Linked DNA regions of Mus musculus: all the other regions are linked to region 1. The links are chromatin contacts, called in public HiChIP or PLAC-seq and promoter capture Hi-C maps. All regions are on one chromosome and are shown on one strand. Each heading gives the region's core, a stretch centred on a gene start, on an enhancer-like site or on the middle of the called end of the contact. The rest is flanking DNA. Distances are from core to core; before and after follow the strand shown.

The links. Promoter capture Hi-C pulls out the DNA fragments that hold promoters and counts their contacts. HiChIP or PLAC-seq counts read pairs in DNA pulled down with a chosen protein or histone mark.
Region 2: a contact with region 1 is called in a promoter capture Hi-C map of pre-B cells, with 2.1 times the contacts expected there. The contact joins the promoter of Ano6 here to the promoter of Rapgef3 in region 1.
Region 3: a promoter capture Hi-C map of pre-B cells shows a contact between it and region 1, with 3 times the contacts expected there. The contact joins the promoter of 4930578M01Rik here to the promoter of Rapgef3 in region 1. A contact is called at or near these places in 3 of 39 promoter capture datasets (the 3T3-L1 cell line, embryonic stem cells and pre-B cells).
Region 4: a promoter capture Hi-C map of pre-B cells shows a contact between it and region 1, with 2.4 times the contacts expected there. The contact joins the promoter of Slc38a1 here to the promoter of Rapgef3 in region 1. A contact is called at or near these places in 4 of 39 promoter capture datasets (the C10 cell line, cranial neural crest, hippocampal neurons and 1 more) and 1 of 484 Hi-C or Micro-C datasets (B cells).
Region 5: a contact with region 1 is called in a promoter capture Hi-C map of pre-B cells, with 2.5 times the contacts expected there. The contact joins the promoter of Kmt2d here to the promoter of Rapgef3 in region 1. A contact is called at or near these places in 2 of 39 promoter capture datasets (the 3T3-L1 cell line and pre-B cells).
Region 6: a promoter capture Hi-C map of pre-B cells shows a contact between it and region 1, with 4 times the contacts expected there. The contact joins the promoter of Prkag1 here to the promoter of Rapgef3 in region 1. A contact is called at or near these places in 3 of 39 promoter capture datasets (the 3T3-L1 cell line, the C10 cell line and pre-B cells).
Region 7: a contact with region 1 is called in an HNF4G HiChIP or PLAC-seq map of pancreatic cancer cells. The contact joins the promoter of Slc38a2 here to the promoter of Rapgef3 in region 1. A contact is called at or near these places in 9 of 39 promoter capture datasets (the 3T3-L1 cell line, the C10 cell line, embryonic stem cells and 4 more), 1 of 115 datasets of contacts at active chromatin or transcription factors (pancreatic cancer cells) and 2 of 9 other capture datasets (adipose tissue and liver).

The regions. Positions count from the first base shown.
Region 1 is chr15:97,765,323-97,769,540 of GRCm38.p6, forward strand. It overlaps Rapgef3 (Rap guanine nucleotide exchange factor (GEF) 3), which reads right to left and starts at 2,344. Exons shown (of 28, transcript NM_001177810.1): 1 at 2,073-2,344; 2 at 1,440-1,652. The coding sequence starts at 2,078. Rapgef3os2 (a long non-coding RNA gene) reads left to right here. Exons shown (of 3, transcript XR_384421.2): 2 at 1,346-2,569; 3 at 3,053-3,515.
Region 2 is chr15:95,788,918-95,793,135 of GRCm38.p6, forward strand. It overlaps Ano6 (anoctamin 6), which reads left to right and starts at 1,926. Exons shown (of 20, transcript NM_175344.4): 1 at 1,926-2,139. The coding sequence starts at 2,067. The region is part of intron 1 of A130051J06Rik (a long non-coding RNA gene); the gene reads right to left.
Region 3 is chr15:98,983,706-98,987,923 of GRCm38.p6, forward strand. It overlaps 4930578M01Rik (RIKEN cDNA 4930578M01 gene), which reads left to right and starts at 2,260. Exons shown (of 4, transcript NR_045991.1): 1 at 2,260-2,381; 2 at 4,052-4,125.
Region 4 is chr15:96,640,384-96,644,601 of GRCm38.p6, forward strand. Slc38a1 (solute carrier family 38, member 1) reads right to left here and starts at 2,530. Exons shown (of 16, transcript NM_001166458.1): 1 at 2,108-2,530.
Region 5 is chr15:98,869,169-98,873,386 of GRCm38.p6, forward strand. It overlaps Kmt2d (lysine (K)-specific methyltransferase 2D), which reads right to left and starts at 2,037. Exons shown (of 55, transcript NM_001033276.3): 1 at 1,846-2,037.
Region 6 is chr15:98,829,436-98,833,653 of GRCm38.p6, forward strand. It overlaps Prkag1 (protein kinase, AMP-activated, gamma 1 non-catalytic subunit), which reads right to left and starts at 2,073. Exons shown (of 12, transcript NM_016781.2): 1 at 1,995-2,073. The coding sequence starts at 2,003. Kmt2d (lysine (K)-specific methyltransferase 2D) reads right to left here. Exons shown (of 55, transcript NM_001033276.3): 55 at 2,234-4,218.
Region 7 is chr15:96,697,796-96,702,013 of GRCm38.p6, forward strand. It overlaps Slc38a2 (solute carrier family 38, member 2), which reads right to left and starts at 1,933. Exons shown (of 16, transcript NM_175121.4): 1 at 1,613-1,933; 2 at 820-1,022; 3 at 387-468; 4 at 127-242. The coding sequence starts at 935.

The sequences.
Region 1 (4,218 bases), core at 1,094-3,593:
TGGTGGGGAGAGGGGAAACAGTTATTCCAAGCAGCCTAGACCCATTGCCTCCATACCTGGCAGAAGAGGGCCTTGCTTTCAGACCTCTGACCCCCTTTACACCCCAGCAGCCCCCACACAATCTGGCCCGTCCTTTCTGAGGTCTTAGGGGAGAACGAGATTGAAGAGGACTTCTCCACCCTCTCAAACTTCCGATCCCAAGAAATTCCCCAGTGACCTCATTGTCCCGGTAACTGACCTTCTCCTACCCCCTACCTAGCTTCCCCAAGCTGGGAAGGGGACAGGAAATGCACAAGTAATTATAGCCTGAAAGGGAGGGCGGGTTCCAGCCGGCTAGATTGCAGCAGGAACTACTGGACTGACCCAGAGCCTGTGTAGGGTTGTGGGGTAGGACAAGCCTCCCCTCCCATCCCCGCCCCTATCAGAAAGACGCAGGGAGAGAGGGGCTAGCAGGGACTCAACTCCAGTGTCCAAGGGTCTCCTCTAGACCCACCTGGGGCTTTCTCAGCCCAGTGTCCTCTATTAGAAATGGAAGTAGTGTTTGGACAAGGTAGGAAAAGGAGATAACCAATGATGATATTTTTTTACTCAAAAAGACTTGCTGGTGAGAGATGATCCTCTCTAAGACTGTCACCCATTCCTGTCTTCTCTCCACCGTCCACACAGTACCCTCTGCCCCCTACACACACACACAGAGAGAGAGAGAGAGAGAGAGAGAGAGAGAGAGAGAGAGAGGGAGAGAGAGAGAGAGAGAGAGAGAGAGAGAGAGAGGGAGAGGGAGAGGGAGAGGGAGAGAGAGAGAGAGAGAGAGAGAGAGAGCATACAGACAGGACTGTTGTGCCCAGTAGTTGGAAAGAGAAGACTCCTGGAGCCTGGAGCCTGGTTCCTGGCTTCCCCCTCCCTAGCCCTGTCTTTCTCACTGGCTTCCTTCAGCAGTCCTTCTCCACCCTGAAACCTCTTCAGTCCCCCGTGGCCGGTGCCAAGCTTTATCCACGCAAATACCTCACCCCAGGAGCCAAAAAACAGATTCAGCCCAGTTCAATTGTTCACAAAAGGAGACCGTTGCCACGGTGATGTGTCAGGAACAGTAACCAAGCTAATTTCACCCCCATTTGACCTAGCCCCACATCTCCCACTGCCTCACAGAAAGAACTCAAACATGTAAGCCCATGCCTGGCACATGGAAGTGATGGATAAATGATAAAACCCTTTCCTGCTCACCCACCGGTGGCTGAATGGGGCAGCGCAGCATGCCATACACACGGGGCATACAGGCATACAGGCTCATTGTGTGACCAGCAAAACACACACTGCCACCAAACTTCAATGCCTTCTCTTCACCCAGATGAATTTGCTCTGGAGAAAGCTGCCTGGCCCACCAGCACTACAATCCCGACTCTTCCAGCCCTGACCCAGCCTGGCAGATGGCCGGTACTCACCCAGCGGAGTCCCTGGATGCAGCTGGGGCGCCGGTGCTCGAACACTAGCTGGTAAGAGCAGCAGCGGGGACGGTGCATTCTCTTCAACACCATATTGAGCAGCGTGCCCTCCGGAACCACGTCCGGGAGACCTCCCACCTGCGGTGCCCCCACAGCTGGACTCTCCACCACAGCTGGGCCCACCTGCCAGTGGTTCTCACCTGGCCAGCTGACCTGTGATGTGGGGAGGAAAGAGGACAGCCATCGGCCGGAGGAGCTGGACCTCCCCACTACCACCCCTGGCTTAGCGTCCTCTGGACTTGGACTGGTCATGCGGAGGTGCGGCAACCCTGCCAGGAGCCGGGGGAGGGACAGGAAGACCTGCCCCGGGTCCTGCTGGCTTGGCGCACCTAGGGGTCTCCACTCAACTCACAACGATGGGGCTCTTCTCAGTTCTGGCTGGAATTCGGCCCCACCTCACTACCCATGTCCTGAAGGCATGTCCACCTTTGTACACACACTAGATCCCCAGAAGCAGCTTTTCCTCAAATTCTCCTCCCCGCCACTCTCTCCCACCCAAACTCCCCCACGTGTCGGCTTCCTCTCCCGCCCTTTCCAGCAGCTTTCTTTGGCCCTGACTCCGGCCCACCTTACCTTCATGTTTCTTCTCCAGCTCACACCGCGGTGCTCGCCCTAGCAAGAGGCTGCAGGATCCCTGGAGCGGTATGAGTGTGAGTCCCGAGATGCAGCGAAGGGCCAGCCCCTAGTCAGACAGGTTGCCTGGAGCAGCAAGATGCAGGGCTAGGCAGATAGGGTTTGTCCTGGGTGAATAGAGGGCTGGGGGTGTGGGGCAGCCCCCACCCCTTCCCAAAGGCTAAGAACTCCAAGCCTCCGCCTCCGTCCCAGATGTAAGAGCCAGCTGGCACAGGGCGTTCAAGCGAAGCTGCAGCTGGCACTGGTCCGGGCGGGAGCTGTCACACCCCCTGCGCTGCCCGCCCCTTCCCCTCCCCGGACAGGCCGAGGGGGCGGGGAGCAGGCACGAGCTTTACGGTAGGGGTGGGCATAGGGGAAGGGGCAGAACCAACAGCTGATGGAGTCCCTACCCGAGACTACGTCAGTGGGTTCAAGCTCCTGTCCCGAAGCCTCAGCGGGTAGGAAGTGCCTTAGGGTATCTGCCCCTGCAGCTGCCCGGGTGCCGGGTTAGGGGCGGTGATGGCTGCACCCGCCGCCACGTGGCCAAGAGGAGAAATGCAAACAAGGAAACTAGGGAAGGGGGAGGGAGTGAGTCATGGCGGCCCCACCCGGGAGGGAAATCCGGGCTGGGGCCGCTTCCTGGCCTGGGGCGTCCGGCCTCCCGTTTGGGTTCAGGGTTTCCAGCAGCCCGGGGCTGGAACTGGGCAGCCTTCCCGTGGGGGAATCTCGTTGCCTGGCTTCCCACCTTTGCCCTCCCAAACGCATACACTGGCGCGGGTGGGGAAATTGAGGCTGGCGGGGAGGGACTGCATTCCAGATGGAGAGAGAGACAAGTGGTTGGATTTACTGTGCCGGGACTCGGATTTGTTGCAGAGTTTCAAAGACAGCCTGGGCTTTGGGGCCATGCCCCGCCCCCCAAATGCTCCCCTATGCCCGGCTAGGTGGTGAAGGCAGAGCACACCTCCTCCCTGGGCCTCTTTGCCCCTTCCGCACAGATGGCCGGCACTTCGCACTTCGTCTCACTCGCTCCTGCTTCCTAGTGGACAGACTGTGACCAGGGACGGTGATTTCCGTGGCGCCCGGTGATTGCTCAGGACATTGATGAGGGTCTAGAAGAAGGCACAGGTTCCACCCCAGCGTTTTAAAGCTTTCTAGCCTCCTCTCTTCTTTCCCACTGCCATTAAGCCAGGAAGCGGGAGAGAGGGCTAAATCCAGCATAGCTAAGCCCATTTCCACCCAGAACTGAGAACTTTAACCATCATTTAAAAACTGAATTTAAATGTGTGTGTGTCTCAACAGTTTTTCTCTCCCCAAGGGCACGACTGGTTTAACTCCTCAAATTCTGGTTCCATCCTATTGGCATGAAATGGAAAGTCTGAGCTTTGAATGAACATTTTGAACAAACAGGTCGTCTGTAGTGCCCACCCTTTGAGGCACACTAGTGAAGATTTCTCTGCCCCTGTGAGGAAAGAGGGAAACCTAGAAAGAAGTCTGCCTTACAATTCGAAGAATAGCTCGTATACTTGGCTTAAAAGGAGAGGAGATGGGTGGGTAGTGTCTCGCATGTGCAGTTGTAGGTGAAATGGTGGCCGCAGTCAGGATGCTGGATCTGCCCTAGTAGGTCTTGCAAAAGAGTTTTCTGAAACTAACTGTGGAGTAGGAAGGGGGTGTTTCCTATTCCTGCTGCCCCACTTAGGTCAGGGGAGAAAGATGCTAAGAGATGCAGCAGGACCTGTGACTACTTCTTTTAATGCCTTTTGGGGGGGGGTGGTTTTTTTTGTTTGTTTGTTTTTTGTTTTTTGAGACAGGGTTTCTCTGTATAGTCTTGGCTGTCCTGGAACTCACTTTGAAGACCAGGCTGGCCTCGAACTCAGAAATCCGCCTGTCTCTGCCTCCCAAGTGCTGGGATTAAAGGCGTGTGTCACCACCGCCCGGCAATGATGGTTTTTTTAATGATGGTTCTTAAACACTTTAACCTGCCTTTAGCCCATCAGCCACCAGAGGTAGTGGGAAAGAAAGGATATGGGGGAAGTTGGAAATGGGCAGTTCAGTTCAGCAGGCAGCAGCGGCAACTCATTCACTCACAAACACTTCATGGATACACCAG
Region 2 (4,218 bases), core at 676-3,175, 2.0 Mb before region 1:
TTTTATCTCACAAACTATGCATTACACAGACATTCCCCCCCCCCTTAGGATTAAGAGTATGGCTCCTATATAGGACTATAACTTAGATTATTTTTGCAGCATATATTGATCGATTGAAAAAAAATAATGCATGAGAAAAAAAACTGTAGGAAATGCATTAATGTACCAAATGGGGTGTACTAACAATAGATGCACAGCTGGCCTAAGTAATTCAATTTCCTTGTGGCAACAGTCATGTCTACACAAAAGACCACAATGGCTCTGTAACACTTATCAAGCAAGAAGCAAAAGGCATCTATAAAATCTCTTACAATTTCCAAGTGACTCACTGAGACTTAGGTCAGAATCAAGCCCAAGAATTTTCGAGCTATAAAGTAGCTTTAGGTCGGAAGATCCAGAACTTCTACATCTGCTGAGAGAACCTAGCAGGTCAGTGATGAGACCGGGTGGGTTGGAAGAAGTGGGTGGAAAGGCCTCTGGAGGCACTTTCTGAGGTGCATATAGTAAAAGGGCCACCCCAACACTGGCTATCTGTGGTTGCAGACAAGATGCTCACCTATCGGGCGGTCAGGTGAAACAGTGGCAGTAACTCCTAGGCAGAGATGAAGCGACCACTGTAAAAACTTTTAGTACCGGACTCAGCGGACTCAGCGCACGAAAATCGCCATGGCTAAATGAAGATGGAAACTTCCTCCTGCAACCCACACACCTCTGGAACCGAGAGTTCACTAAAGCCTTCCCTTCCCTTCTCAGTTCCCAGTCTGTCCTGAAGCCGAGTTTTGCTTCAGAGTCCCCCTGCTTCGGCCTCTGGAGGGCTGGCATTATAGGTCATAACTGGTATTACAGGTCGCAGATGGCATTTCAGGCCATAGGGGTCATTGCTAGCATTACTGGTCCCGGCCTCTCTTCCTCTCTCTCCCTCTCATAGTCTCCTCATCTTCTCAAGATCTCCAGAGTTCTGCACTTACTTTTCATGTTACAAGTAGTCTTCTTTGGTAAAAACCGGAGCTTAAGGAGCAAGGAGAGCGTCTCCTGGACGTTTTCTCTAATTTGTACTGTCCTTTAGTGCATATTCGTGATTAAATTCCTGCGTTATTATTGATCGCAATGTTTTTTCCCTTCAAGTGAGAACATTAACTATGAGGTTGGGACTATAGATAAGTGGAGAGTACTCCCTTAGCACGCCAGGGGTGCTGGGCTGGACTCCTAGCATCTGAGAGGCGAAAGAGGAAAAGGGTAAGAATATAAAAGAATAAAACACACAGTGGATGTAGTAGTGTCTTGTCATTGAACATTGACTAGGAACGGGCTCAGGAGGCAAGTGCTTCTCCAGGGAGTGAGCGACAACCCGGGCACTGCAGGGAAGCCACCATTCACCAGCGTCCTTGAGAGCAGCTGTGCAGACCCAAGGACTTGGTACTCCCGCCGCATCTGCGCCCCAGTCCTTGGGTTGTCAGGGCGGCATTCCTTCACTCTCTACCGTCATTTCCCCCTTTCGTTTCTTTGTCCTTCCTGGTACTACAGTTTCCCATATTGTCTTATTAAAGAGTTTACACGTAGCTATGGCGTGTTTTGTTCGGCCTAGTTCCGGGGCTTGGAGGGCACCCCGCGACCACTCCCCGCATGTGCTCCTTCGGGCGGGGGCACAGGGGCTCTCCGTGCGCACGTGTGTCGTTTTCCTCCCCCACACTAAGCGGGCACCTTGCAACGTCTCGTCATTCTGCAGATTAAAGACCCTCGTGAGCTCATAGAAGCCGGCCTGCCTCTGCGGCTGCAGCGCTCCCCGCAGGCGCGGCGCGGCTCGCCCGGCTTCTGCCACTCCCCTTCCCCCAACCCCCCCAGCCCGACTTCCTCCCAGGCTCCTCGCAGCCGGGGCGGTTTGATCTGGGGCGGGAGCGGCGGCGTCCCTCTGGGCATGCTCAGTCGCAGGCTGAGCAGCGCCTGCTGAAGCAGAGCGCGGGCGGAGCGCAGCGGGGCAGTGCCGAGAGGGCAGAGCGGAGCTTGCGGCCCGAGCCGAGCGGAGCCGAGCGGAGCCGAGAGCAGCCGAGTGACGGTCTCCGGGAGACATGCAGATGATGACTAGGAAGGTCCTGCTGAACATGGAGCTGGAGGAGGACGACGATGAGGATGGAGACATTGGTGAGTGCCGGAACCGGGGCCAGGGCAAGGGGGATCCGGGGCGGACGCCTCTGCGCGGAAGCCGAACCTCCCAAGCAACTTCGGGTCTTTTTCCTGCGTCCGCTCCGGGCGGTGTTTTGGGGGCCCCTGCTCCCGGGTTCACGACACACCTGAGCCGGATTCTCCGAGGCCACAGGCTGCGCCGCTGCACCAGCCCGCAGAGACACAAACAAAAGGGCTGGAGCCGCGGGCGCGGGGCAGGGACGCGGGGCGACGCCGGGCGGAGGACCGTGGCACGTTTCCATCAGGCCTCCTGGATGTCAAAATGTTCCCTCTCAAGGCCTCCAAACACTTTACAAAGTAAATTTAGGAGTTGGGTGTGGCTTTTCCTTCCTTTCAGGTTTTGCTCACAGACCAATCAAAGGAATTTGGTAACTCCCAGGTCTAGACGAACTTGGGAATTCCACGCCGCGATTTAGCCTTGGCCTTTCATTGTGACAGCGGTTTATCAGGCACTCCTCTTTGTGGAGAGAGCAAATAGTATTCCTTTTTAAGGAGAGGAGAAAAGTGTGCCCAGGTTAGCCTTCCTGGAGCCTCACACTGTCAAGTAGAAGTTTCTGATTTCCCAGAGTTGAGCAAGTTAAGGCTCTGCACCTGGCGGCTGATTGGGTAAAGGATGTAGGATGCTCTTGTCTCATGAGACTGAACAGTTAAGTGACCGTTTACATAAAATACCACCCACGGGAGCAGCGTTAAAAAGTTACACTCGTATTAGCACAGTTAGTTTCTTAGGGAAATATTCTTGTCTGTCATAGTGAGGCACTCAAGTGAGATCCAGCCGGAATAGAAATTGACATAAGCAAGAGGCTCTGAGTGTAAGCCCTTGCTGCCCTCAGATTTCAATTTAGAAAGAAAATCTAATTTGGTCTAGCCTCTGTTACATGATAGGCATCATAGGTTGTCTTCAGACCCTGCCAGTAGGCTGGCTTTGCTTTTACTGACCCATGTAATTCATGCTTGTTCCACGAAGTAAAACAGCCGATGTAGTTAACTACCTCTGCCTCTTCTTACTGTAGCCTCCAGTATTTAGATTCATACTTTAGATAGCAGACAGCCTGTTTGGACAGGCAACGTTTAAGCAGGTCCTGGCAATTTTTGGTTGTCCTTTATTGAATTATGAATTTCATGTGGATCATAGTTATGTTTTTGTCCCAGACGTTTTACCAAACCTATGAACGTTTATGTTACTACAGAATTATAAGCCTTCTTGAAGGTTTACTGAAGTAGGTTGATAGACTATTATGAACTAATTCTAAATCCAACAGTGGGAGAGGAGGCGCTGGTGAAATGGAGGACTGCAATTGAAACCTCTGCCTCCAATCTTGTAGTGTTAAAGCTCTTGGTTAGTCTCTCTCTTCGGGACTCCTCACTAGAGGGAGCGTTGTATAGTTGTTTAAAGCATAATCAGCGCCCATGTTAATTTCTGTTAAATTTTGCTTAGCTTTAAAATTCAGAGCAGGAAAGTTACTTTGACACGAGGCCCCAACGTCATCTAAGGCAAACCTCAAACAACGAAAGTAAACCATTTTAAAGTAGAAGATGTATCACGGAGGTGTTCCACCCGCGTGTGTGAAGCCGAGTCTTCTGGGAGGCCGGGTTGCCCGGCTTTATAAACAGTTACTTCAGGTTGTTGCTCGGTACTTAGAGAACTAACTCTGGCCGTTGTTCAATATTTAGGTACCGCTTTAGGTGCAGGAGTAGCCTCCTTGCCTGGCATGAACCCACATGGAGAATTGAAAATGGTATCTTTCCCATGGTTGTCTTCCTTGTTAAGTCGTGACCATCGGAAGTAACCCAAAAGGTGCAGTGATGAGTGAACCCATGGGGCACAGTTTTTTGTTTTTTGTTTTTTTGTTTTTTTTCTTTTCTTAAAAACTTGCTCAATTTTACCAAGGAGCCACAGAAGTCCTGTGTGGGCAGCGGTTGCAGAAGTGCCCTGGTGGAGATGGCTGTAACTGCAAGTCTCGGAAATGCAGAGTGGTCTGTCCTTGGCAGCTTTTGTCTCCACACTTTCCACCTCCAGTTTGTCAGTTGATTCAG
Region 3 (4,218 bases), core at 1,010-3,509, 1.2 Mb after region 1:
TGGGGACAGTCCTTCAGCTCAAACCTTGCCTTCACTCAGAGTGTAAAACGTCTCTCCCTGGATTCTTATCTACTGCACCGCAAATCTTCAGGTCTCTTCGCTTTTTAAAATTCACGCACATCCAACAAAGGCCTGAGAGAGCTCCGGTTTGTTCCGCAGGTGAGGTTGAAACAGAAGAAGGTTACGTCATGTGTAACCTTGGACGTGGCGCTGTGTGTCTGCTGATCACCAAGGGGCTTTGTGTGTGCTGTTGACCATAGGGGTGTGTGCATGCTCTTATTGCTGTTAATGTTATGAGTGGGCTCTCACTTCTTCTCTTGTATTAAGTTATACCAGTGACACTAGCATTTCTCTATCTTTGAAATCCTCTTTATACAAGGCTTATGGGTTTCATTACTGAAATTTCACAAGCGTCTTAAGTTTTATTGGGGTCGTAAATAAACACGCTGTAAGATGCAAAACTATTTACGTTTTTGATTTGTACTTTTTTTTTGGTTTTTGGTTTGTTGTTTTTTTGAGGTTTTTGAGACAGGGTTTCTCTGTGTAGCCCTGGCTGTCCTGGAACTCACTCTATAGATCAGGCTGGCCTCGAACTCAGAAATCTGCCTGCCCCTGGCGTGTGCCACCACGCCCGGCTGATTTGTACTTTAAATGGCCTCTCTGATCTGGGTGATTGGTCTCTCACATCAAAAATTTGACTTCTCAAAAAAAAAAAAAAAATTGAATGTCTCAGGGAAGAGAGATGTATTATTTTTTAAATCCGGTAAAATATATTTCTTAAAATTAATAGATGAACCATACTATTAATGCTTAGAAAGATACATTTGCACAATGTAAAGCTTCAAATCCATGAAGCCTGTCTGTCAAGCTATTATACCAAATTTCCAAGGCTTTATTCGTTTAATTTGGCGTTGATGTAGGCCATTAGTAATGAACAACAAAAGTTCTCAGAGAGGGACATTTAATTATCTTAAAGATAAAGTTAGAGATCAGGTGAAGTGGGAGGGCTGGGGCCCACATGTCCCTGTGGCCTGAGTTATTGTCCATTTATTCTCTCATTTAATCCTCACACCACTCTCTGGAGCCTGTCTCTTTCTAGCCTCTCCTCTTGGTAGATAAGGAAATTAGTCCAACAACACAAAGAAACACAGCCGATACCTCCCCTCCCCCGCCCAGGCTGGTCCAGTTCCGAGAGCCACAATGTGAGAACCTTTTTGGTAGAAGTAAGAAATATTAAATATTGAAAACCATCGAATTCACGATGAGAGGTTAAGCCGACATCTGTCTGTCTCTATGGACACAGACCAGTGGCTTTAGCCTAGTGTGTTCCTGCCACAACCTTTACAGCAAGGGGGTAATCTTTTATTTTCTTTTTCTTTTTTTTAAATGTTTATTAGATTTATTTATTCTGATCTTTTATTTTCTGACAACGTCTCTGCCCCCGCCCAGTTCTTCTTTCTCTTACATACCCATTATGTTAATAAACTATCTTATAAAATGTCACTACTCTGTCACTTTAAGCCAGGCCCCGGTCCAGAGAGCCAATGTTACCAACATTTCTCCTTCGGTCTTCACGGATGTATGTGTATAAGTGTGTCATTTGTTTTGTGTGACTTTTAGAAACAGGAACCGCGCCATGCTGTATTTTCTGTTTGACTTGTCTGTCCTTTTCCTCTCTGTGCCCTGTGGAGCTCCTTTTAAACGTTTCTGCCTCTTCCTCCCAGCTGATGCGGCTAGCATCAGAACCTTTCCCTTGTTTTCACTCAGCTCTTGAAATGACTTCATGGCACAAGCCAACATCTAACTGGGTTTGTATTCACGGGGCGGGTTGAAACAGGCACACGCGTTATGGCTGACTGGAGTGTTACTAACAACACAGAGGAACTAGAGAAGCAGGCGGCCCATAGCAGCACGGTAAGCGCAGAGACCCAGCGCAGGCGCGCTGTGTTCTCACCGTTTATCGTTAGCCCCCTGCCTCCGGGTGGTTAACCCCCACTCTCCAGTCCTTTATTCCTTACACCTGAGGTATTAGTGGCCGACTCACAAAGGCGATGTTGTAAACACGAAGTGAGGTAGCCCAGGGAACGAATCGCAAACCTGGTGTACTGAGCGCTTTCACTTCTGGGATGGTCTTTCAGAGGAAGCACGTCACTGTGGCTCGAGGGAGGGTGGTTAAGGAATGGAGCTATGGGTGTGGTTGGTAGCCTGGAAAGTCCCGGAGGATGGACACGGGGATGCACAGCTGTGACCCAAACCCTTGGGAGACTGAAGAAGCCAGTCTGTCCCACACCGGGAGACTCTGTCCAAAACAAAACAGAAACAACAGTAACAAAACTGGAGAATGCCAGCCGGGAAGACTGTTGATTAGCGGTGTTTCTTGTGTGAGTGAGCTTTGTCACATATAAAATAGGGTGATAGCCAGGGCTATACAGAAAAACCAAAAAAAAAAAAAAAAAGGGTGATAGTGACATCTGGTCTTTTCCAAGTGCAGCCCCCTTTAACCCTCACAGCCGCACCTGTGACGCGGCCTGAGTTTCTTTCTTTCTTTTTTTAATTTATATATTTTATTTATATGAGTACACTGTAGCTGTCTTCAGAAACACCAGGTCCCTTTACAGATGGTTGTGAGCCACCATGTGGTTGCTGGGATTTGAAATCAGGTCCTCTGGAAGAGCAGTCAGTGCTCTCAACCGCTGAGCCATCTCTCCAGCCCCGCAGCCTGAGTTTCTAAATGAGATAATCTATGACTGGAAAGCACTTAGGGTATTTTTGGAGTAAATGATGTTGCGTTATTGTACTGTGCCGATGGTGTGGCCTAAACTTGGCATGAGCTCACATTCGCTGTCTCTTTAATGCTTTTCTTAGTTGCTTTATTTCTTTTGAGACCTTCAAGGATGGGGGTGGGGGTGGGGGTGGGAGCTGTCTTTGAACTCCTGAACCTCCTGCTTCTGCCTCCTGAGTGCTGGGATTACCATCGTGTGCCAGAGCATCTAGCTAATACTCATGAACTCCATGGATATCTGCTGCATGTCTAAAGCCTCGACGTATGTGTGGAAAATATGAAGTGCAAAACAGATCTTGTCCCCAAAAGCGCTTATGATTTTTAAATCGAGGTTCTTTAAAATATGAGGTAACATATTTTGGGAACTTCGAACCCCGAGATTAAAAGCTTTGCTAATGCCCACTGTAGGGGTAGCTGCCATCAACCAACACAAGGCAGAATTATGAATATTCACAATTTGTGAATATTAATATTTTTTTCAAATATTATGAAAAATTTTATCAACTTTTTTTTTTAAACTTACAAACGTAAAGATAAGCCGGTGACATCTGCTTATTTGTTCTAGCTGAGCCTCGAATGTGAAAGGGAGCCTTTGAAGGGTCTCCAGGAGGGCTAACCAGGCTGGTCTCAGGGCTGTCTGAGGGCTGGGGCAGCTGCGGGCAGCCAGTCTCCTGCTGTGTAGCTCTCACAGAAGCACACAAATATTCCATTGTTCTAAACACAATACAAGCGGATACTTAGCGGGCAGATGAAATTTAGTAGGAACCAAAACACACACGAGCAATGAGCAGTACTAGACATGAAACAAGCCTGATTTGGGGGCAGTTTCCAACAAATAAGCCTGTGTTGTTTCTAAAATGTCCGCCTATCCCTCCTGGCTCAGAGAGCTTTCTCTAACCCACAGAACCTGATTTTAGGGTGTGTGTGTGTGAACTCATCCCAACCAGTCCCAAACTGAAATTCCAATTCCACAAGAAGACAACTTCAGCTGTCAAGAGCTGAAGCCACATGTGACTTCTGGTCTGAAAATCAGTCAGACAGCAGATGGGCCAAGTGTTTGTGGAATGTGACAAGGCTCGAGGCCTGAGCCAAGCCCCTTCGCCTTAATTCCAGGCTTAGCTCAGAGAAGAGCAGTTTGGAATGCTTTTCTTTTAAAGGGACAACGTTAAAATATCCTTTTGGTTTTGTGTGTTATTTATGGACTTGAGGCATTAGGGATTGAATTCGGGGAGGCACACACACATTTTTTTCTTCTTGTTTTGTTGACAGGGTTTTTACCTTGTAGCCAGGGTGCCCTGGAACATGACAGCCTCCTCCTTTGGCCACCAGAGTGCTAGGGACAGGTATGTCTCACCATGCCCAAGTCAGATTACTTTTCTAAGAAAACCAACTAGTAAGTAGCGTGAAAAGGGAGTGTTGCTAAGAAAGCCCCTTTT
Region 4 (4,218 bases), core at 1,280-3,779, 1.1 Mb before region 1:
AAGAAAGGAAGACACGCCACCCCTCACACAACCTCTCCTAATGGGTCGCCTATCACAAGGATCCTCCAGGTTCACATGACTCTGTCTCATGTCTTCCCAACCTGAACACCTGGCATTTCTGTTTGCGTTCATCCATAGTCTGTTTCCTGTTGAAATGGACATTACACAGGAGCCGGAACTTGATCTGATTAGTTGCTGCCTGCTACACAGCATCCCTAATTATTCAACACCTGTTCTTTAAAAAAAAAAAAAAAATCCCTATTAAGATCAAAACCGCAATCAAACTAGGCCGCATTTCCGTTGCTTTCAGCCACTCACTGAGAACTAAGTAACCCAACAGCAGAGTCATTTAAGTCATTTTAAGACAGAGGTTAGGCGGCCATACCAGACCCGTGCAGTGGCGGGACTTGCCAGTTTCCTATAGGGTGAGTTATTTGACAATGAGGCCAGCCAGCTCAGGTTTTATTTCCGTTGTCCTTCTGACGTCAGAAAAAGCACGAGTTGCAGCACTGTTTCTTGTATCAAGGTGACAAATTACAGCCTTGCTAGACCCGCGTTTTGCAAACCATACAATTACCGCCCCCCCCCCACACACACACACTCCATTGTATTCTTTTTAAGTTACAAAAAACAAAAAACCGCGGAGGTGTTAAATCTTGCAAACGCGTACCGTTTTCTAGCAGTGGGTCCTTTCCTCTCTTCCACGTACGACACCGTCTAAACGTCTGAGACAAGTACGCGATCCCCAAGCCAGTGTGCTTCCCACCGATGGAACAGGCTGGTGAGAACCCGGGTCCACGCCGCAGAGCGAGACACAAAGGGCTGGAGTAAGCGCCACCTTCCTCGGCCCGAGGCAGCTTGTGAAAGGCAGTTCGCGGCGTGACGCGCTTACCGCGAAATTCCTTTTGCCGCCATATGCACTCGAGTCTAGTGCGAGCACAGTTGGGCCGAAACCCAGCGGCGGGCGATGCACCGGGATCCGCGCGCTGTTCGCGAGGGTGCGGAGCAGTCCCGCACCCGGAGCCGGGCTGTCGCGGGGGTTGGGAGAGATGAAGACGGGCTACAAGAGATCTCCGCGCGTTTTCCTCCTCGCGTGGAGCGGACCAGTTTATAAGCGTTTTGCCGCAACGTTTGGGGCCAGGTGCGGGGGAGGGGAGACCAGGGCGCAAGGGTCCTGCGCAAGCAGTGGCCTTTTGTTCTCCCGCCCCACCGGACCAGGCTCTAGAGGAAGTAGCCTATCACTGGCTCTTCATTCGGGAGAGAGCCTCCAGAGAGGGAGAGGAAAGTGAGTCACTGCCAGCATCATCCCACTAACCGGAACGGAGACAGGGGCCGAGCCCGTGGAGGTGCAGCCAACGTGCACCTGTTTACCGCGCTGGGGAGCCGGTCTCCGAGGCTCCGCTGCCGGCCAGTCCCAAGATGCAGACTGATTCACTCCTCGGTGTACCTTATGCCCCTTACATCGCATGCTTGGTTCCTAATTCGCGAAAGTGACACCAGATCTGGTGGCACACTCCATCACCATAAAACCAGGTCTACAAAGTAAGGTACTGTACGCCACGGCGGTATCTGGAGTCCCTGCGTTCAGGGAAGGGCACCGGACTCCTGCCTTCTAGAAAGGCGCCGCGACGCTCTGCCCGTGTCCACGAGACATGGAGGCTGTCTGAGTTACCTCCTTCCCTTCCTGTTCAAACTCCCCTTCCCTCCAAGTCGCCGCTCCCTCTGCCCTCCAAAAGCACCTTACCTCGAGAAATAAAGGGAAAGGCGCCACCAAAGTGTCCGCCCTTCCAGGCCGTCCCCGGCAGTTAGATGTCCTTTTTTGTGTCAAGGACTAGCTAGGGAAAGGTGGCCCCAGGTCTGTAAGACTGGGCGGGGAGGATCCGCGTGGCGGGTTTCGGAGGAAGGTAAAAGGCCGGGTTACCGGCGACCTTCAGGAAGAGTGGCGTGGCCACAGCTCTCCTCCTCCTCCTCCTTTTCCACCACCACCTCCTCCTCCTCCTCCTCCTCCTCCTCCTCCTCCTCCTCCTCCTCCTCCTCCTCCTCCTCCTCCTCCCAGGGCTGGTTGCATCAGTTTCCCCCCACCCACACTCTGCCCGCCAGCACTTACATTCACACGCCCGGCGCGGAGGGGCTCCAACCTGACTCATTGGCTCCTGCGAGGCGCGTCGCCCTTTCTCTTCGGCAGTTTGGGGACGGGAGCGCGGCCTTTCAGACCATCATCCCTCCATGCCCGCGCGCCGGCGGAGTTGAGCTGTGTGCGGTAGAGCAGTGCGGGTCACATGCCGCTGGTCGCCGCGCCTTCTTGCTCCTCTTCCCCCCTGGGCTACCAGACCGCAAGGCGACCGCGGCTGGCGGACACCGAGCATCCAGGAAGGGCAGTGCGAGCGGATGCGCGAACAACGCGCTGGTGGTACCCGAGCATACGGAGGCTGCGGGCCTCCCGGCACCTGCCTGCGCCCTCCCGGGGCCTCAGCTGGGGCCACAGCTGCCGCACCCGCACCCTCGGGGTTGGAGGTGGAGCGGCTCACTCGCCCAGGCGGTGGCAGGGGGCCGTCTCTTGGGGTACGCCAGGGCCTCACCGAACGGAGTTGCATTGTGGGAAGGGAGCAGCGTGAGGGTAGCCCCGCGACCCAGGGGCGGTGGTGGACTACGGGACGCGCGGGGACACCTTTGGAAACCTGGACACCTACAGTCCCGCCCCCCCCCCCCCCAGAGCAGCTCTGGGGACCCCTTGGGACTCAGAGTGTGACAATAACCCAAGGGGTCTGCACCAATAGCCCTGCTGCCCCGGCCACGTGACTCTACCCTTGCTGGGCCTGGAAAAAGGAACAGGCTGAAAGCCATATCCGCCTCGGGTTACTTCTCCTGCCCCACTCTTTGTCTGAAGTGCAGCCCCTTAACTGACTGGCTGGCACAGTCGCTTCTCCTTAAAATGGCGACAGGAAATCCCACCTACACACCAGCCAATGAGACCACCACCACCACGGAGTCTGCCGCGTGGAAGCCTGAGTCCCTCTCATCCGGATGGCTCCTGTTTTGGGTCCGGCCGGAGATTCATCAGCCTGACCACTAATAAATTTTAACCAAGAGGATTTTATTCAGACACTGACGCCGAGATGGAATTCCGAATGTAGCACCCAGACACCTCAGCCAAGGGTTTACAAAGGCAAAGAATACAAAGCTTCAATCTGTTCTCTTGCAAGCTTGTTTACAGAAGCAGAACCAGCAGTTAAAAAAAAAACCATAATAATAATAATAATAAAGATTAACCCCTAGTAGCGCTTAACATTTGGAGGTCGAAATTTGCTTTAAGCACAGAGATTTTTAAACATAAAGTTAGCCATCAACATGTTAGCCATCACTGTTCCATCAAAACAAGAAATGGCGGTTGAATCATGATTCAAAAATGACTCTACCTGGAGCCTTTCAAGAGGCTGAGTAATGAATGCTGTTTTGCGGTGCTTACAGATTTTCAGTCTCCTCTGGGAAAGTGGGGGGCCAACCAAGATTTAAGCTTTTTAGTGGCTGGTATTCTTGCTCCCTTCCAATGGCCGTAAATGGTCGTGGTGAGTTAAACACTGGCTTCCAAAGAAACAAGTGGGAGGTGTGTTCTTGAACATGCCTGGAAACCGGAAGGTCACTGCAATCAGAAGGGCAGTTTCTTCCTCAAACACAGCATCTCCCCCCACCCCCCACCCCATTTTTTTTTTGTCCTGTTGCTCCTTCTTTGTGTGAAAAACTTATGTATTATAGTAACACTCTAAGTTTACACCGAAAGTCCATTCTTTTTACCTTTCTTCCTAGAGGAAGTCAAAATTTACGATTTTGTTACGATTATGACTGAATAAGTTACCCTGAATAGGTATATGGGCCAGTAGCAGACTCAATTAACCTGGACTAACCCCCCCCCGCCCCCGCCCCCGCCCCCGCCCATACACCTGCTGATATGAGGTCCCCAACACATATATATATAGCAGAGGACTGCCCGGTCTGGGTTCAGCCAGAGAAGATGCACCTAACCCTCAAGGGACTGGAGGGCCCAGGAGTTTAGAGGTCTGGTTGGGTGGGGGTTGGGTTCTAGGGACATCCTCGTGGAGGGGGGGTAAGGGGGGCGGTATGGGATGTGAAACTGTTGGAGGGAGAGTGGACTGAGAGGGGAATGGGGTCTGGAGTGTAAGTAAATAAATAAATAAATAAATGAAGTATTTTTAAAACTAT
Region 5 (4,218 bases), core at 787-3,286, 1.1 Mb after region 1:
CAAAATACCAAGTGCCATAGCAATCAAGTCCCTGGAGCCTTTTGAGCAAATAAAACCAAGGGCTCCCCCATCCCATCATTCACAGCCAGTAAACAGACACACACATATATCCCAAGGGGGTTTTCCCTGGATCGAAACTAGGCTAATACCTGCGCCAGGCTTGCTCTGAGCTAGGGAGCTGACACCCGGAGTCTTACATCTAAAAACACCCAAAACAGCCCAGAGAGGTGGCAGAGATTTACCCCACCACTCTCCTTCCTGTGTTCACCCTAGACCAACAGGCTTCACTCCATTTTCTCTGCAAGGGAGGAAATGGAGGCTTGGAGGGGTGAAAGGCTGGAGCCCTTGAGTGAACAGCTCTTCAGTGGGACTCAGGACTTCCTGGTTCCCAGCTAGAGAATCAAACCACACCTCTCTCCTCCCCCATTTTCAGTCAGCCCTCTAGGAAGGATCCAAATGGTAACACATTGTCCCTGGGTAGCCTAGGGGATCAGCCAGAGCTAACAAGGTACAGTCTCACCTAAGGATGCTATCTAAGAGCAGACAAGAGAGGCAGAGACCATAGATGACAGCTCACTTTACCCCGCACCCCTATGCCAACTCTCAGAAAGCTTTCAAGGGCAAACCCCCTGCTTTCCCCTTTCTGAGACAATACTCAAGGAGACCTAGCAAATGTATTTTGGAGGGGGTGGAATGAGGGCGCAAAATGCACTAGCCAAATCCCTGCTGGGCAACATGACAGGTGTGAGAGAGGCTGTCCCCAGCCCGGGGCCCAGAGGCTGAGGCGGGAGGCTCATGCTGCACCCTTCCTGCTGTAGATACACACCCCTTCTCCCCAGCACCTCCTACCAGGGCTGGAAACACTGGCTTCCAGCAGAAAAGAGCACAAATAAAGTCATTTCTCCATCAAAGAGGCACAAGCTAGCCTACTCTGCAGAGCCGGGGCAGCACCTGAGAACTATTTACCATTCCGTAGCCAGAAAAGCATTGTAGAGATCTGGCGGGGGCTTTCAGGATTGGCCAGGGACTCATGGGCAGCTAACTCTACACTAGGCCCAGAGAAAGCAAGAGACAAAAGCCATTTTTTTGCAGCCCACATTCGTAGAGAACAGATCTCAACGGCCTCCTCTATAATCCCCCGGAGATTATGTCCATCCCAAGAGGAGGGGAAACGAAGCAGGCTAAGACACCACTAGGCCTTGCTGGGGTCACTTTGCCAGGCAGAGTAGTTAAGTTGAACAGCAGGGGCAGAGCTGCCCCAGCCCCACCTCCTTCATGCCCCAGCTCCCCTCTTCATCGCACCAGTTTCCACCCACCCTCCCCCCCCCCCCCCACCTCCCGGGTGAAGGACTCAGGGCTCCTTGAGTTTCCCACGGATTGTTTTGGGTGCCCAGGTAGGTAGGAACAACATTAAAGTCCAATCTGGCAGTATGTGGGACCTGGCAGTGGCATCCCCCCACCAAGTTGCTCTGTCCCAAGGAACCCTGGGGGTGGGGGTGGGGGACAACAGCCTGGGATTGGTGTTGGCATCAGGGCCTGGGTCCTAGTTTGGTCGAACTCCCTCAACACAAAAATAAACAGGCAGAGAGGCTATCTGGACATGTTCCCAAACTCCTGTAGTTCCCTGAACCCCCAATCTTTAAAGAGGCACACCCCAAGAAACCAGGCCTCGGTTCTGCCGTGGCAACTGGCTCAGATTCCCTTGACAGACCCTGCCAAAGGAACCCTCCCCAGCTCTGGCACCCCTTTCTCCAACCTAAAGGCCAGCCACCGGCCAAGATAGTCCATCTGGCTGTGCCCCTAGTCCAACCCTTTCTGGGCCCAGGCCGGGCGGACTTCACTCACCTCTTCACAGGGCGATCCAGAAATCCTCATCCGAGAACATGGCCAGAGCCCGGGCCGCTCCCCGACCTCCAACCGCCAGAGCGAGCACAGCCGCCCCCCACTCGGGGGGGCTTAGGGAGACCAAGAACGGTAAATCCAGGTCGGAGTGGTCACCCTTCCCCCGGGGGTTTAAAAAAAAAAAAAAAAAAAAAAGCAAAAATCCAACAGGGGTTCTCTGCCTCAGGTTCCAGCAGTTTAGGTTTCCATGAACAGCCCCAGGGCGGCGAATCCCGAGCGGACACAAAGAGAGCACCGGTGGCTTTGATCTTGGGCGAGCAGGCTCCGCATCCGCGTCGCGGGGCGGCCTCTCAGTCCTAGGGCCCGGCCAGCGCCCCGGCCGCCCGCGCCGGGCTCGGGCGGAACGTCGAGGCTCTCCAGATGGAACGTCGAGGCGCCTCCCCAGCAGCCCGGAAGGAATGCCGCGCCGCGCCGCGCCGCGCGCCGGGCCCGGATGGAACGTGAGCCCCTCGCAGCCGCGCCGAGCCCCTCTCCCCGCCGGGCCGGCGCCCCGGGGCCGCGCGAGCTACGGCGACGCGGAGCCGGCGGGGCCGAACCTGACACACACCCAGCGCCGGGCTCCGCGACCCCGAGCGTCCCCCCTCGGCGGCTTCGAGCCCCCCACCTTCTGCTCCCCCCGGGGAAGGGAGGAGGGTTGGTGGGCGAGGAAGAGGAAGGGGCGGGCGGTGCGAGCCCTCTGCCCGCTCCCCTCCGGCCGCTCCAGGCCCAGCGCTCGCCTCCCTTCCCCTCTGGCCTCGGGAGCTGCCCCGCCCCCGGCCTGGCCGCCTGTGGTCAGCGGCACCCCCTAGACCCCCGGCAGGCACTGATCGCGGGGGGTCTAGAGGTGCATGGTCCAACCCCGGCTCCCGGCGCCGGGGGGTCAGGAAACTGAGCGGAAAGTGGGGAACGAGGCAGCCATTTGCAACCGGAGAGGAAAGTAGTGCAGCGCGGCGCCGCTCCGCCTCCCCCCTCCGCCTCCTGCTCGGCCGGTAGGGTGGTTCCTGCGAAGAGGCTCTTTCCTCGCCTTGGAGCTGGGCAGCGATCGTAGAGACTCGTGGAGCGTCCGGCGCGAGATCCAGGGGGCCCTTTTGCCTGGGGAACCCCACTCGAGAAGGGGAGAAAGGAGAAGAGGAGGCCCTATTTTGTGTTGGAGCGGGGCGGCGGAGGGGTACAGCCCTCTTGGAGGAAAGGCTGTGACTCTGCAGTTCTACGCACACGCTCCGGGATCCCTCCGCTGCAGATTAACCCCGACTGCGCCAGGCTGGCCGCCGGGCAGACACGTGGGAATAAAGCCCCCCTCTTCTTCGCCACGGCCCAGGAGCTGCCTCCTTTACCTTCTGGGTGGTAAAGCTAGGATTCTGGCCACTTTTTAATTCTGTTCCCTAAAGTCACTGACCCTTGGAACTCCTTTCTTTGGCTGGGGGACAATCTTTGCCAAGGGGGGGTGGGGGGTGAAAAGAGAGCCTGGAGATTGGCCGCAGCTCTGCATCCTGGGAACTGGAGTCCGCAAATGGAGAAAGTGAGGCACCGTGCCTGGCGCTGCAAAGGGTGGGTTCTTGCCACGTTTGGGGGCCGGAAGAAAGCTGGACGACTCTCAGGTCTTCTAACTCCAAGACCCTTTGGAGTAGAAGTATTGTCGGTGTCCTCGCGATCCCCAAACAACCACTTCCCGACCAAAACATCAATGTAGAGTGTCCCCACCCCATATTTAATTTTCCCGAAAATCTTCTAAACCTGTCTTTTATTTCTTCTTCTTCTTCCTTAAACTAAGCTAAATACTCTGCTACTTGGTTGGAATATTGTTAATCTGAATAAGACCCTTGGCAAGCTCCCGCACTCCCAAGTATGGAAGGAGGGAAGACTAGAATTACCTTTCTGCACAGACTGTATACATGGAGTAAGCAGGTTGAGACAAATTAACTATGTACTCGATACTTTATATTCCCCCCCCCCTTTCCTCACCAACATTGTGGAATTATCTCCATATTACAAGTGAAAAGGCTGAGGCTACACAAGAAAAAAATCGCCCAAGGAGTCACTCTGAGAAGTTAACCCATAGTGCAAACCAAAGGGGACATTTTCCCATAGATTAAAAAAGAAAAGAAAAGCTTTAAGGGCCTATAAGATGCCCCCCCCCCCCCCCGAGAGTAAAAGGCACTCACTGCAAAGCCTTAAGGCCTGACTTCCATCCCTCTGGCCCACATAGTGGAGAGAGAGAACTGAAACTAAGTTGTTCCCTGACCTTCAAAGATCCAGGATGCTCCCACACACAAGCACACACGATAAAATGAATGTAATTTTTTTTTTTTTAAAGATTTAAGAGAAAAGAATGGAGAG
Region 6 (4,218 bases), core at 823-3,322, 1.1 Mb after region 1:
CTGCCCAGAGTGCTCCGCCTTAGCCAGCATCGTTCCCTGCTCCACACCTATAGCCTCCTTGCTTTAGACTTTGATCAGGTTCTCTAGCCAAAGTAGCTCATTTGGAGAAAATACCTCCCAAGGCCTGGAAGGTGGTTCAGTGAGTAAAAGAGCTTACCCCATACGCCAGGTGACCTGTGTTTGATCCCCAAATCTACATTAGGGTAGAAAGAAAACAACTCCAGAAAATGGTCCTTTGCCTCTGCATTCCTTCCATGCACCTCCCCACTCCAACTCTCACTCACTCTTTGTCTCTGTCTATCTCTCTCTCTCTTACACTTCAAAATAAAAGAAAAACCAAACAAAACAAAACTTCCTTTCTGAAGTGGTTTCGTCTATTCACAGAAAGCTGTTAAGAATATTCTCAAGCACACCGCCTGCCTTGCTCATAAATCTCCCACTGGCCCCCTTACTATAAAAGCCCACAGCCCAAGCGAGTGATGGCTCATAGCCACACTGTGCAGACCATCTGAGCTACCTACTGAGACCCTGTCTCAGAGAGAGAGAGAGAGAGAGAGAGAGAGAGAGAGACTTCCAACTTGGTTTTAGCCACCTTTTCTTACACTATCATCAAAATCTAGTTTCAACACTACTGAGCCATGGGCTGAACTCTGCTCCTAGGCTCACTGTAATTTCTCCTTCCTTTAGTCAGGTGTCTGTATCCTAAGGACACCTTTAATCCCAGCACTTGAAGGCAGAGGCAGGCGGATTTCTGAGTTCTGAGGCCAGCCTGGTCTACAGAGTGAGTTCCAGGACAGCTGCCAGGGCTACCCAGAGAAACCCTGTCTCAGGGGAGGGGAAAAAAAAAAAGCCCTAAGGACAGTACTTACTACAGTCTACCTTAACTAACAGCCTTCCCGGTACCTCTCATCTCTGTCTCTCTGTACTCCAGTATATATAAAGCAAAGGGCTAAATTCGTAAATATAGAGAAAAGTTGCTTTAGAACTATATACTCACAGTTCACTTATAATGTAAATAATACATTTACAAGTTAGAAACGTGTTGTTTTAAATTTAATGTAATCAAACTACTTTTGCTGAGAATGCTTTCTCTGTAGAAAAACAAAATCCTTGGTTAGAGGACCACCTGCATACCATTTTACCACTTTATCCTTCCTTCTTTATAAACTAAGTTACACTATTCCTCTGCACACAAAGGGGCGGGGGGGGGGGGAGGGGGAGAGAATTTACTCCAGGCCAAGTAACTGACTCAAAGAAAACGCAATTCTAAGAAGAGCGAACCTGCAAGTATTACATGGATATATGGTGGGGGAAGACAAACCCCAAGCTGCCCTCAGAAGATACTCGGTTAAAAACTACGGAGCAGGAAGTCGATGGGAGGGCCTTCGGAGTGGCAGAGAAAGCTCCTGCGAATGAGGTCGGTCAAACAAGTAAGTAGCAGATAAACCTACCGCATCTGTAAAGAGCCGAGCCGACGGTGCTCGCCAAGAACGAGCTGTCAACACGCATGCACAGCGTCACTGATCAGGACACGACCTAAACTTGTCCAGGGGACACAGTGGCCTCCTGGATTCCTTCCTTCGCGGAAAATTCAATTCTCGGGCTTAGTAAAGGAATGGAACCTCGCAGGATGCCAACAATTGCTTAAGCAATCGCACAAACGGGGTCCTGGAGCTCCCTGCAAGCCGGGCTCGCTCACCTAATACGCGGGATCACAACCCCGCTCTCATGCAAACTTCGGAAAGGACTTGAGGCACTCATGGGCAGGGGGCTCCAAGCTCACAACCCGCTCCCTATCTCTCAGGGTACCGCGGACCCCTGGCGGGCGGGCGGGCGGGCGGGCACGGGTGTGGCCCAGACCTAGGAGAGGCGCCCACCCGAGCAGAGGAAGGGGAGTCCCGGACTCCAGCGCCAAGCCGGGCCGGCCTTCCCCGGCTCCTAGCGGGGGGTCTCCGGCTCCACAGCGCCCCCCGCCGCCCTCCTGCGCCACTCACCGACTCCATTGCTAGCGCCCGCCAGTTCCTCAGCTTGGAAAGCTCCCTGGCGCCAGACCCCGCCCCACATCCGGTGCCGCGCACCACTTCCGCCTACGTCAGACCCCAGCCGCAGGGCGGAAGGCGGGGAACCCACCCTTCCGGCGGTGGCTGAGCCTGGTTTATTGGGTAACCTTCCTCTCCCAGCTCTCCAGGACCTTAAGATCTGGCCAACGGCGAGGGTCATGGGACAGAGGCACTTGTATTTAAAATGTTCTTTTTTTATTTATCGTTTAAAAACAAACTTTGAAGAAGCAAAATCCAAAACTTGCCCTTTGCCTCTCGCAACATAAATTATGTACAGTTCAGAATGATCGCTGATACAAAACATGCCAAGGACAGGGGCGCTGGGGGTGGAGGAAGAGAGAGCGCTTTAAAAAAGGGAACCATTTCATCCGTTGTCACGAAGGACCAACCTTGCTGTACAGGATACACACAACACAAAAGAAAGTTCTTCACGGGTTCACACTTGTCAGCGATTTATTTTTTTTTAAAGGGGGAGGGTCCTGGAGGTGAAGGTAGAAGGTAAAAAGGGAGAAACTGAAAATTGAGTGCAAGTGTAAACCAACCCAAAATACAAACACAGGGGGCGGGGTTGGGGGTGGGATTCTGATGCAATTATACAGGCAGGGTACTTTAAAAAAAAAAAAAAAACCAACAACAACCAAAATTCCAACCTTGTAGCGTGGGTCTGAGTTATAGTTTATATAAAAATTAAAAACTGTATAAGGTTTCTTCACTAAATTCTACAGGACTATCGGATACCTAGCATATGCTTACAAAGTCTGCCCCTTCTCCTTTCCCAGTTCTAGGGCCCAAACCCCAACCAGAGCCTGACTCACAGGAGACCATCTCCCCCACCTAATGCCTAGACCGTTCAGCTCTGTGGCTTTGGGGACAGCAAGCCCAGGTTCCCACTGTCTAGTCTAATTACAATGGTTTCCGTGGGAGTGTGGGGGAGTTGTTATTCTCAAACATTTGCAGCTTGAAACAGTTGAGGAAGCAGCTTTAAAAAAAAAAAAAAGAAAAGAAAAGAAAAAAAAAAGGCCAGAAAAAAAAAAAAAAAAAAAAAAAAAACCCAAAAATCTCCCTACCCCCATCAATCCACAATCCCCCAAATTTAAAACAAAACAAAAACCTAAAATCACAACAGCAACCGCCCTACCCCTCCAGCAGGCCTGCCCATTTGCCACCATCCAGCCCATCTCTACAATCCAGATAATCTGATTCTTGAAAATAGTAATTACAAAATGCCCTCTGCCCACAGCCCCTAGGAGAGAACTGCATAGAAGCGTCATTTCATCCCCTCGCTCCACCAGAGAGGGGTCTGAGGCCTCACACACCCTCTACCCTACCGCTACCCGCAGGAAGAGGTTCGTCTGCAGCACAAGCTTGGGGGGGGAAAGGAAGGGAAAGGAAGATAAGGGCACCATCACCCTCTGGCTCCCCCTGGGGCCAGCTCACTTTGTGCGTTATAACATAGTCCAACTATACAACCCGGGTAAGAATCACCCAGCTTCTCTCTATACCCCCACCTTACAGCAGTCACAGCCAGGGGGTGGGGAGGGGGGGGGAGGAAAGGGCGGTAGGTTGGGTAATGGAGGGGGCCCCCCCACAAGGGGAGCTCCATGTGTCCGCCCCACACCCCCCTACCATTTATAAACTGGTTTTGTAAAAAGAAAATAGATATATTTATATAGAATATATAAAGCACAAAAATTAGTAGTTTTACATTTGCTCTCCCCGGGGGTAGGGGGAGAGGGGAGGGCTCTCACCTCCGGCCGGCTCCCCCATGCCCCACAAGACTATGTACAATCCCATGTATAAATAGATAAATACCCCCCACCCTCCCCGCGCTGACACTAAGCTCCCCACCCCCACATCACCACCCATTCCCACCAGACCAGCAGCAGTTTGGTGACTGAGGGCAAGTGAGAGCTCTGGACCACACCCGGCCTCACTGGGTATGGGCACGCCGCTCAGGGATAGCCCTCACCCTACCCCCCACACCCCGTCCAGGGGCTGGAGGGCAGATGGGCTCGGGATGAGGCTGGGAAAACAGGAGAGCGAGATCCTGGTCCTAGGTTTAGCACGCCCCTCCTGCCTCCATGTCCAGATGGAGAAGGAGGTCCTAGAGCAACTAGGGACCAGTCACCCCCAATCTTCATCACCATTTGCCTCAGCC
Region 7 (4,218 bases), core at 683-3,182, 1.1 Mb before region 1:
ATTATTTTTAACACCGACTACTTTGAACCGCAAGTTGCTTTTTTTTTTTTTTTTTTTTCCTGGAGCCAAGAATATGTTTATCATATTAACTGCCCTGCACGGCAGGCACCACTTACACATACTTACATAAAAAGAGCAATTCCAGTATTAGCCATGGCATAAGAAAGCCCAAGGATTCCACTGCCCACAATCGCATTGCTCAGATTAAATACTGACATTCCAAAGGAAGTAGTACCTGGATGCTACACAGAGGGAAACGATAACCAAACATATAACAATAATTAAAAGGAGAAAAACCAGCTTCGGGCAAGTCAGATTTGAAATCTAAAAGTAACACTATTCTTTGACTCCATAAAGCCAAGCACATAACAGTACTGTTAACTTACAAAGTCTGTTTCGTACTTCTTCTTCCCCAAATTTGATTCAAGTAAAAAGTTCTGGTTTTCGGGATCCACGTCGGCATAATGGCTGCAAACACATAATTTTTTTTTTTTTTAAAAAGGCCGTTGTAACCCAACTGAAAGATACGAAAACTATAGTTTACATCATGTAAAGCCCTTCAGTTCTGCTTAAGTTAATGCATGAACTAGGTGTTCTCGAAGGTAATACCATCTGTCATGCAGTAACAACCGGGTAATTTAGCAGGCTACTCTCTCCGGGGCTGTGAGCCAGGGGAGACCGAGGCTTCGGGTGAGCCTTCTGGTTCCTGGGTGTGCGCGTTAGCCTGTAACCGATGAGCAATCCCTCCAGCCCCGAGGCACCCGTGTGTGCAAGCTGGCTTTTTTTTTTTAATTTGCAAAGCACATTTCTTTTTCCCACCTTTTCAGAGCAGCCTGCTTGGTGGGGTATGAGTAGTTGAAGTCACTGTTGGAGCTGTAACTGCTGCTGTCCTCATCCGGGGAGATGTTGAACCTTCCCATTTCGGTCTTCTTCATGCTGCTCGGGAGGGACGGACGGTGTGCGGCTCGCTCGCGGCGCGGGCTTCCTTTTGTCCTTGGCGGCGCACTGGCCCTCGAGGCTGCCTGCGAAGGTAGAAGGCGGCGCGTCAGGACTGCGGCGCGCGCCCGCCCGCCCCCCCCCCGTACCACGTGACGCCGCCGAGCGGCGCAGCGCGGCTGATTCATCCCCCGCCAGGCGAGTGGAAAAGTACCAGGCGAGCGAGGGGCGGGGGCGCGGCGAGGGGCGGAAAAGTACCGACGGCGGGGCCGCGAGAACAAAGATGCGCCCGCCGAGGCGCCCCTCCAGCCGCCCCGGCGCTGAGCCCGGTCCCCCTGCCCCAGCCGGGGCTTGTTTACAGGGCGCACGCCGAGCCTAGCCTCCGGCAAGCCGGGGACTGCCCCGGGTACCCGGTCACCCGCCCCTCCTCTACCCCGGGAGGAACTGATGCAATACCGAGGGGCGATTGATTGTCAAGCCCTCGCGCGGTTCGCCTTGCCCCACGCCCGGACCGGACGATTATTTTCGAGGCACAAGACCCGATTGCAAGCAGCCGAGCGGCCCGTGCGCGATTCCCCCTTCCCCCTAACGGGAGGCTGTGGCCGGGTGGCCGCAAGCCCCCGCTCCCGCCGCCGGCGCCGCCCGCGTCCCCGCCGCCGCCCCTCCCCCGCCTCACCTCGGTGCTCTCCCTGCGAGCTGGCCCACCTCACGGCAGCGTCTCCCGTGGGCTGTCTCGGTCACACACCAGAATTGTAAAACGAGGGAAAAAATGTAACAGTGACGGAGTCCTTTTCTTTTATTTTTTTTAATAAAAAATTTTTAAAATTTCCCCGTAATCCAACAACAGGCAGAAGAGGTGGATTTTTTTTTCCTCTTTAATTATTAAAGAAAAATGAAAAAAAAGAGCGGGGAATGGCGATCACGATCCTCCGGCGGAGATTGAGGGGTAGCGGCGCGGGCGACGGCGTGGCGCGGTGTGGAGCAGCTTCCCGAGCGCGAGTTATAGCGGCGGGGCGCCGCGTCAGTGGGCGGGGCGCGGGCGTTCGCCTTTGTGTATCAACAGCACCTGGGCTCCGCCTCCCTCCCGGTTGCCCCGCACCCCGAATCGGGGGGCCAGCCGCACCCCGCTTCCCCGCGGCTCGGGGCACTGCAGCCCCGTGGGTGGCCGCCACCCGCGGCTGCTGTAATTACGGAGCCGGATCCCTTAGATTCCCTCCCAGCCCGGTCTCCAACGCTGCGTTTCGGGGACGCAGCCGGCGAGTGTGCAGTACCCTACCCTCCCAGCCCCCCCCCCCATAACCATTCCCAGCCCGTGACTTAAGATTTGATTTACGTGAAGGGTTTTTTTTTTTTTTTTTCTCCCGCAGAACTTGGGCGGGCGCTGCCACGCTGCCCAGAGGGCCGGTTTGTGTTCTCGATCTTTCCACCTAGATGTGCTTTCACTCTCCAGTGCTAGCCTGGTGGTGAATGAGAGGCGGCTCGCAGTTGCGTGTCGGCATAGACTTTTGGGTTGCACGTGCCACAGCGTACTAGGGAGGGTTTGCGTTTGACCAGCAAGCCAGACACACCTTTAATAAAAGAACCTCGGGCTGGGTTCTTCCGAGGCCGCCCAGGGGCGCCCTGTTCCCTCTTGGTGGACACTTTCCCTCCTGCTACCACCCCACCCCTGGTGCTAGCGTCTCCCCGGGCTTCCAGCGAGAGCGCCCTCGTTGGAATGTAGGCCTGGAGCTTTCTCTACAGCCCAGATCCCTCGGTGGTGCTTTTGGTCTTGCAGAGCCGGGCGGCTCAGGGGGACCCCTAGACGAGAATATTCGGTGCTGCCGGAATGGCGAGGGCCCTTCCCTTTCGGTTGAACAAAGACCCCCGAGGAGAGCGAAATGCTGGTTGAATGAAAGAATAAACAAACGAGTTTGACCTGGTGCTCTCTTCCTTTGGGGGACGTGGGAGAGATTGGGCTGGGCATAGAGGAAAGGGTTGGGTGTGATCACACTTTTTTGCCTTCAATGTTTTCCTGAGGAAATCTGCAACACTGCCTATTTCCGTGGCACGAAAGTCTTGGGGTACCTTCAGCCCGTGTCAGTGTTCATGATTGACAGGGCAGGACCCTATTTCCCCTTTACACACTGTGTTCTTCATCCTAAACCTCTGGTCCGGTCAGCCATACTTAAACAATAGCCTTAGAATGAATGCTGCACGTCCCCTCGCCCCTCTCAAGGGCGGTGGTCACTCTAGACCTAAGGAGCCAGGAACGCCTTTTTTCGGCTTGCCTATAATTAATGCTCCCCTCCTCAGTCCTACTTTTGCAGTTCTGTTTTCTAAACCATGTGGTGTCCGGACTTCATAAACCTGTGCTGTCTTGCACAGTCCTCAGATTGTTCGAATTTGTTTGTAGTCTTGTATCGACAGTCTCCCCATGGAGACCGAACTCTCCTCAGAGGGGAGGTTAGGAATCTGACATATAATCGTAGCTAAAAAAGTCTTGATTACCTTACCCCGCCCCCCTCCCAACTGCACACCCTAGTAACATCGGATAAACTCCTGTCAGGAAACGCTTGGTGGTGGACTCAGGAATCCTGGGAAATTCCTTTCTATCAGGTTTCAACTGATAAAACTCAAAAGATCTTAAACCACTTTTTCATTCTAGGTAAATCTCTTGCCCTGTTAGAGGTATTCAGGAAGTTCTGTAGGTTATTGGTTATGGCTGCAATTTGGAATACAATTAGACCTATTGTCCTTTGGACTTTTTCCATGGTTCATACTGCAGGATAGTTAAGGAGAGAGGTGGGGAGGGAGAGAAGGACTGAGGGGAAGGGAGAGGAGAGGAGAGGAGGGAGAGGGAGAGGGAGAGGGAGAGGGAGAGGGAGAGGGAGAGGGAGAGGGAGAGGGAGAGGGAGAGGGAGAGGGAGAGGGAGAGGGAGAGGGAGAGGGAGAGGGGAGAGGGAGGGAGAGGGGAGGGAGAGGGAGAGGAGAGGGAGAGGGGAGAGGGGAGGGAAAGGGAGAGGGGAGGGGAGAGGAATAGATTTGGAGGCTTGTAATCTTTATCTGAATTTCCGGATGGTCAGAAACTGAATAGTACGTGACAATAACAATGCAAAGCAAAAAGGTGATTTTTCTATCACCACTTTGATTCTTCCCAGTAGTGAATCGAAAATGCGCGTTACTAGGCCTGGAGAGATGACTCAGTGGGTAAGAGCGCTGGCTGCTCTTCCAGAGGCCTCAGGTTCAGTTCTCAGCAGCAACATGGCAGCTCACTACTGTGCCCTAACCTGGTGAACAGGGAGA